Regions from separate parts of the Neogale vison genome. Here region 2 is linked to region 1. The links are chromatin contacts, called in public Hi-C maps. All regions are on one chromosome and are shown on one strand. Each heading gives the region's core, a stretch centred on a gene start, on an enhancer-like site or on the middle of the called end of the contact. The rest is flanking DNA. Distances are from core to core; before and after follow the strand shown.

What was found. A called contact is a pair of places that touch in the nucleus more often than the background predicts.
Region 2: a contact with region 1 is called in a Hi-C map of muscle, with 5 times the contacts expected there. The contact joins two enhancer-like sites. A contact is called at or near these places in 2 of 3 Hi-C or Micro-C datasets (fibroblasts and muscle).

What each region holds. Positions count from the first base shown.
Region 1 is chr6:9,388,078-9,391,598 of ASM_NN_V1, forward strand. No RefSeq gene overlaps it. Among named protein-coding and RNA genes, the nearest start is that of SETD4, 500 kb to the left of the region's middle. Within about 2 kb of position 1,509, the one cell type or tissue checked has open chromatin away from gene starts, as enhancers often do. A contact at or near this core is called in fibroblasts, where this site is marked.
Region 2 is chr6:10,071,351-10,074,871 of ASM_NN_V1, forward strand. It overlaps RUNX1 (runt-related transcription factor 1), which reads left to right. Exons shown (of 7, transcript XM_044250971.1): 3 at 2,988-3,241. Among named protein-coding and RNA genes, the nearest start is that of RUNX1, 160 kb to the left of the region's middle. Within about 2 kb of position 1,646, the one cell type or tissue checked has open chromatin away from gene starts, as enhancers often do. A contact at or near this core is called in fibroblasts, where this site is marked.

The DNA.
Region 1 (3,521 bases), core at 259-2,758:
ATGTATTTATTTAATAGTTTCATAGATTTAGGTTACTAATATTTTTAGAGTTTTTCCATTTATGATCATATGATAGATTGTCTATAGCAATTTTTGCTTTTAAAAAAAGTATGTGCATATAATATATCATTATTTGCAGATGGAGAGCTTAGTTGTTCATGTGATGTGATGAGCACTGGGTGTTATATGCAACTGCTGAATAATAGCAATTTTTACTTGTAATGTCCCGCCTAGTTTTAATGTCTAGGTTATACCAGCCTCATAAATTAAAGTGGGATATTTTCCTTAGAATTATGTGTGTAAAAGAGGACAGTTTGTGGAACATATTTGCAAAATTATATAGGTTTTCACAGTCTGTCTTTAGCATTAAGGACACTCCAGGCAAAGGAGCCCACTTCATTGTCAGCTGAGGCTTGGCCTTCAATCCCTAGCTGGTCTTCTGTCCTCAGCACCTTGCCTGGGCTACAACGAGTCTTGACTCCCTCTTTTACATAAACTGGAGGTCCTCTTAGCATTTGCCTTCATCTGACCCAGCCAAGCCCATTTGCCCCAGCAGACCCAGAATCATCACATCCTGGCTGAAGGAATTTTAAGAAACCAAGCAACTAAATTAGAAAGACACACCCTAAAAAAAAGTATACGGAAGTAAGAACTTTTAACATCTTTGCCCTTCCCACCTCAGTGGGGAAAATGGAGGCTTCTACAATAGTTAGAATATCAGTTAACATGCTAGACAAACCATAAGTGACTCTTAATCTCATAAAACAAACTGAGGGTTGCTGGGGGGAGGGAGGTTAGGAGAAGGGGGTGGGGTTATGGACACTGGGGAGGGTATGTGCTATGGTGAGTGCTGTGAAGTGTGTAAACCTGGCGATTCACAGACATGTACCCCTGGGGATAAAAATATATTTTATGTTTATAAAAAATAAAAAATTAAAAAAAAAAAGAATATATAGAACATGCTGAGTAAAACTTGTCTTGATTTCCCCCTTGCTGTCTATTTTCCAGAAAATTTGGAACAAATTCCAACTTGTATAGCCTTTGGAGAGAAAAAAACTAAGTCATATGTTTGTTTTTTTTTTTTATCTTGAAGGAAAAATCTGAATTTGAGCTCCTTAAGGGCGTTAACTGGTTTTCATCCCTCTGAATCCAATACAAGCACAAGGCCTGGTATATCACAGATGCTAAGTAACTAACTGTGTAGCCCATGTTTGCTCTTCACCAAATAGTTTACAAAATCAGTGTCAAAATTAGATTGGGCAATGAATATAAATTAAATGAATATAAATTAGATTGGGCAAATATAATATTTGGAGTGAAAGCTCATTTTATTTCTGTTTGAAACTAAAAGTTCTTAAACAAACATAATAATGGAAAACTGAAGTGTTTTAGGACACTGTTAATACCTACCACTTTATTACATGAGTGTATTCATTTCTAATAAAAAATGCTCTTTAAGAAAAGGAGTTTGCTTGTGTTCACCGCCTGCATTTCTTATCTTGGCCTTTTGGTGTCATTCTTAGATTAATCTGAAAAGCATATTAAGTAAGAGTGAAATTATTGCTCCAGCTTTGAGTCTTTTTGGTCTCTGATTTCAAATGAAGATTATCATACCCATAGTGCCGTTTAACTAATCTAACCTTCTTGATGTTATCTTAACAGTATACTTTATAACTGACATGTGGCTGCAGAAGTTTAAATACAATACAGAGAAGCAGTAATAGTAGAGAAAGCCTTTATGTTTATGGGCAGTTTAGAAAGATCTTTTTCTGAAATGACTATGTCATATATAATTCTTACACATAATTCTAATGTATATAATTACACAGTCATATAACTATACAATCATTTAATTCCTGTATATATATGTTTTTAAGAAAGTTTGAAAGAGAAGGGGGTTATAGGTTTTTAATAAAAAACCTATATGTTATAATTCCTGTGTATACACACACACACACACACACACACACGCACACATATATGTTTTTAAGAGAGTTTGAAAGAGAAGGGGGTTTATATAGGCTTTTAAGTCATGACAGGCCTGATTCATTTCCAAGTGAAAGAAACCTAACTGCTTTCCATGCAGCTACAGGAAGCTGATAAATTTCTTAATAGTTCTTCCTTGTGTTCTATATATGGAGCTACTCACACTCTTTGTCCACCTATGAATGAATGTGAACATCCTTTGGACTTCAAACATATTGCCAATTCCAGTGTCAGTCTATAGTTTGCCTTCCTTCTTCACCTGAAAAAGTCTTAATGCCTTTTCTTCTTTCCACCAGTAAGTGTATTTTCTCTTCCATTGTCTTTTTGATGCATACGCTTAATGAGATTACTCTTGGATCCTGTAACAAGGGAACCAACAAACAAACACATATTGTCCCACAGTTCCATAAGTAAAAAGCAAGAGTAATCAGTGTTTGATTGTTACCCTGGGAGCTGAAAAGGTTGCAGTTGTTCTCAGGAGAGGGGGCTCTCCTTGTCCCCTGGATCTTTGAACACCTTCACTATCTGAGAGAATCAGCATATTATGTCTTATTAGATCTATAGCCCCTGGTATATCTGGCAACAGCTGGGGGCTTGAGGGGTTCAACTTCAAGTTCTGTGGCCAGAGGAGATCTGGATATATATTTTTCAGATATATATCCAGATATATACTGGAGATCTATTTTTCAAAATATTCCACTTTAATGAGGATCTTACCTGAACACTAGAGCTAAGTTTTAAAATAAACATTATTAAGAAGTGATTATTCAAATTCAGGCTAAATTCAAATTCAGTCAGCAATTGGTCATTTTCCATGATGTGAGATCAATGCAGTCTAAGATCTCCACCATACTTTCAAGCTAACAGGTTGTCAGTTGTCTTGGCACAGTTTCATGGGTGCTGGCAGAAGATATGAGATCCTTGTATCAGAAACAAAGGACTTTGTTACTTGTTGTGCAGTAGACAGTGTGAGCTTTATTGTGTTGACTCTCCTTGACCCTAGTCCCATGGGTATAGTCCAGTTGGGCCTATATTTTGCCTACAAAGGTAGTGGGTTGGAATTCTGTACTCAGGGAACCTTAATCTTACATAATGGGCAGTAAACGTTCTTGCCCTTTGCTCCTGAGGGAGACTATTTGCTTTACAAAGCTGTTCGCTATACAAACATCCTTGAGAATGTGGTCCAGAGCAAAGAGTGATCAGTGCCTCATTTGCAAGATTTGTCTTTGGGAGACAAAGTGGAAGAAGCTTTCAGAGCTATCCCCCCCACCCATAGAGGAGAAGGGTAACTATTTCTCCTCTAATTCCTTTCTTGATGGTCCGAGAGCTGATCCAAGGGCATTCGCCACCTAGCACCTCCAGCCTCCGTTACACTGCCAGAGAAATCATGGGGGTGGGAGTTGAGAGCAGCAGGTACTTATAGCGAGAACTGAGTATCATGTATGACCAGTGTATACAAGGAGAGTGCCTAAGGACACTGATAGCATCTGTCACAGTCCCGAGTTTTAGTCCTTTCTCCCCCTAAATTTACCCAT
Region 2 (3,521 bases), core at 396-2,895, 680 kb after region 1:
CGGGTGATGAGGACCCCACGGCGGTGATGGGGGCGGAGTGGGTCCCCGGGGAGCTAGGGAGCCCCTCGGCAGGCGGGGGTGGGGGGTGAGGGGGGAACGGGCCTTGCGCGCCGGGGTGGGGCCCTTCTAAGCTCCGCGAAAATGCCCCCGGCGCCGCGGGGACCGACGCTGGGGAAGTTCCCGCCCGCGCGCAAAGCCAGGGTGGGTTCAGCACCCCGGGCCGCTCCGGCGCGCGGGGGCGGGGGCGGGGAGAGGAGCCAGAGCCGTTTCCGGGGAGCCGGAGGTGGGTGCAGGGCTCGGGCGACCTGGGCCCAGCGGGGGGCTTTCAGTGCCGCCTGCGGGGGAGCCGACGCTCCCAGAACAGGGAAACAGCCCAGCGGATGCTTTCAACTTTCCCCGAGCTTGTTCTTTGGGGTCTTTTCTGATCCCGACACTCCTTTGCTCGCCGCGAAGCACACTCAGACTGAGTGGGGCGCGCTGCATAATTAAGCCGCAGCCCAGACGCGGTGAAAACACCAATTAAAGAAAACAAACCAAGAGAGAAAACTAAAAACACAAAACCATGTTGTGGAGACCGAGAACCGTCTGGCCTCACTAAATGAATCAGCGCCACTTCTCTACTGCTGCCCACCCGGCTCTGGGGCCGCGCGGAGCCGCTCTGCGGCCCGGCCCTCGGCCCTCGGCCCTCGGCCCTCGGCCCTCCGGCCCCCTCGCGGCCGAATCCCACCCACGCAGAGGAAGCAGAGGCTCGGCCGCGGGTGGCCGCGCAGGGCCTGGGGCCGCCCCGGGGCTCCGGCGCCGGTCCCGGGAGCCTCTCGGCGGCCGCTGCATCTCCAGGGAGCGAGGGGCGCCTCCGTCCGGCTGGTCTCCGGCCCCGGGGCCGTTCGCGGCACGGCGCGCGGCCCCAGCCGTCCCTGGGCCAGCCAGCCTCCTCTCCTTCCACATCCTCCGTCTCCAGACCGCGGCCGCCAGTGGCGCCGCTGCGCACTGCAGCCCCGGGCGGGCGGCCGCGCGACTGTGCATGTGTGCAAAGACGCAGGGCCGCGGTTCGCACCAGGGCGGGGCCTCGGGCGAATGTGTGAGTGTGTGCGTGTGCGTGTGCGTGCGTGGATGCGGGTGCGCGGGGAGAGCGGGGAGGCCGCGGTAGCCTCGGACTCTCCGCGGAGGCCGCGTACAGTAGCGCGCGGCGGCGGCGGCGGGGGCGCGCGGGCCAATTCCAGGAGCCCGCGGCGGTGAGCCGCGCCCTGGCTGATACCGGAAAGGCCTGTGATTGGACGGCGGCCGCCCCTATGCAAACGAGCTGAGGGAATGGAATTCCTCGGGCCGGGCTTACAGTAAAAGCACGTTCATTTCCAGGCACTCTCATTCATAGAGCCAGCGGGCGCAGGCGGGACGGGCGCCCCGCGGCCGGACCCAGCCAGGGCACCACGCTGCCCGGCCTTGCGCGGGCAGGCACCTCTTCCTGGGGCTCCTGGGGACGCCAGAAGACAGTCAACCCTCGCTGCTTCTTCTTGACCTGCGTTGGAGCTACGATTTTTTTTTTCTTCTTCTTTCTCTTTCTTGAATGAATTGGTTTCTTGGCTGGCTGTTCAACTTCTTTCCTGCCTGTGAACTTTTCCCCGGTTGTTTCCTTTGACAACTGCAGGAGAAAGTGTGCTGTGCTTCGAGGCAAGCCGTGAAGTTGCGTGTGCGTGGCAGTGTGCGTGGGAGTGTGACTGCGTGTATAGTTCGAGCCGCCCGGTCTGTTTCGATCAGCGCTGCGGAGCCTCTCCAGGCCCGCTCCACCTGCTGCGGTTCCGCGGTGATCGTGATCGTAGGTATAGGTGCGTCCCGGCATTTAACCGGCCGGCGCTGGGGCGACGTTGGAGGAAGATCGTCTCACTACTGCCCAAGTCGGGCTGACTCACCGAGTCGATGTAGACAGCGGCTGGCTTCGGAAGAGTGCGTGTCTGCGTGCGTGTGACTCGGCGGCTGCTCAACTCCCACCAACCACAGGATCAGCCACAAACTTAACCAACATCCCCAAACCCGAGTTCTCAGATGTGGAGAGCTGTACTCTGAGTGTCATCGACTTGGACTTTTTTTTTTTTTTTCCTTTAAGATTAGCTTTTCTTTGAAAAACTGAATTTTCTGAACTAAGCGTTTTGCCAGAATTTATTAAGAACATGACAAGTATTTCTAGCCCAGCCCTTCTTCAACTACTGAAGATTATTTTCAAGGCTACTTAAAAAAAGAATCAGCAGCGTACATTAATGGATTTCTGTTGTGTTTAAATTCTCTACAGATTGAATTGTAAATATTTTATGAAGTAGAGCAAATGTATATATTTATATATACGTGCACATACATTAGTAGCATGACCTTTGGAAGTAGCAGCTCTTGCTTTTGAGGACCGAAGCCAGTTTTGCATGATGAAAGTGGCTCTGTGTACGGACGACACTCGCATATTTTGTGTTGTACTGGGACTTTAGACAAAACTCACCTGGAAAAAAAAAAAAACTGACAGGCGATTTACTACTGGAACTTCCAAATTATGTATTTGCTGGTCCTTTTGCTCTCCGTATAAATATTTTAGTAAGTGTATGGGAATTTTTGCCTCCGGGAAGTTTTTTTTTTTTTTTTTTTAACAGCCAGAGACTGAAGTTAAACTCTCAAAGCAAGATTCAGAAGACAGTTTCCCTCGGCATTTGACTTTGGATTCTAGTCGCCCAGTTTTTAAAGATTTAAGCTGTCGGTTGCTAGGAGCCCTGCCGGTTATAAGGCTCACCGGCATCACAGAACTGCCCCCGCTCCTGGACTGTTAGTAACTTGGTCACCCGCCTCCCCCCAGTCCCCTTCCCCCCCTCCCGCAGCAATAAAGGCCCCTGAACTTGTATGTTGGTCTCCCTGGAGCTGCTTGCCGAAGATCCGCGCCCCTGTCGCCGCGTGGTAGGAGCTGTTTGCAGGGTCCTAACTCAATCGGCTTGTTGTGATGCGTATCCCCGTAGATGCCAGCACGAGCCGCCGCTTCACGCCGCCTTCCACCGCGCTGAGCCCGGGCAAGATGAGCGAGGCGCTGCCGCTGGGCGCCCCGGACGCCGGCGCCGCCCTGGCCGGCAAGCTGAGGAGTGGCGACCGCAGCATGGTGGAGGTGCTGGCCGACCACCCCGGCGAGCTGGTGCGCACAGACAGCCCCAACTTCCTCTGCTCCGTGCTGCCCACGCACTGGCGCTGCAACAAGACCCTGCCCATCGCTTTTAAGGTACTCGGCCCGGAGCGGGTGGCGGGAGGACAGGACGGGCGAAAGCCGGCGGAGGCCAGGGGCGATCCGGGAGGGCAGCGGCCGGGCGGGCGGGGCCGGGTTCTAGAAAGGGGCCGGCGCTGCCCCCCGCGGCCCCTGGTCCGTCCTCCTGCTCTCGGGACACCGGGGATGCTGGGTTGCAGTGGTGATCCTCGGTGTGTGTGTGTGTGTACGGGGGAGGGTGGGGTGGGACCCGCAGGGGCTGCCTCCAGGGACGACTGAAAACAATCTGGATGTCCCC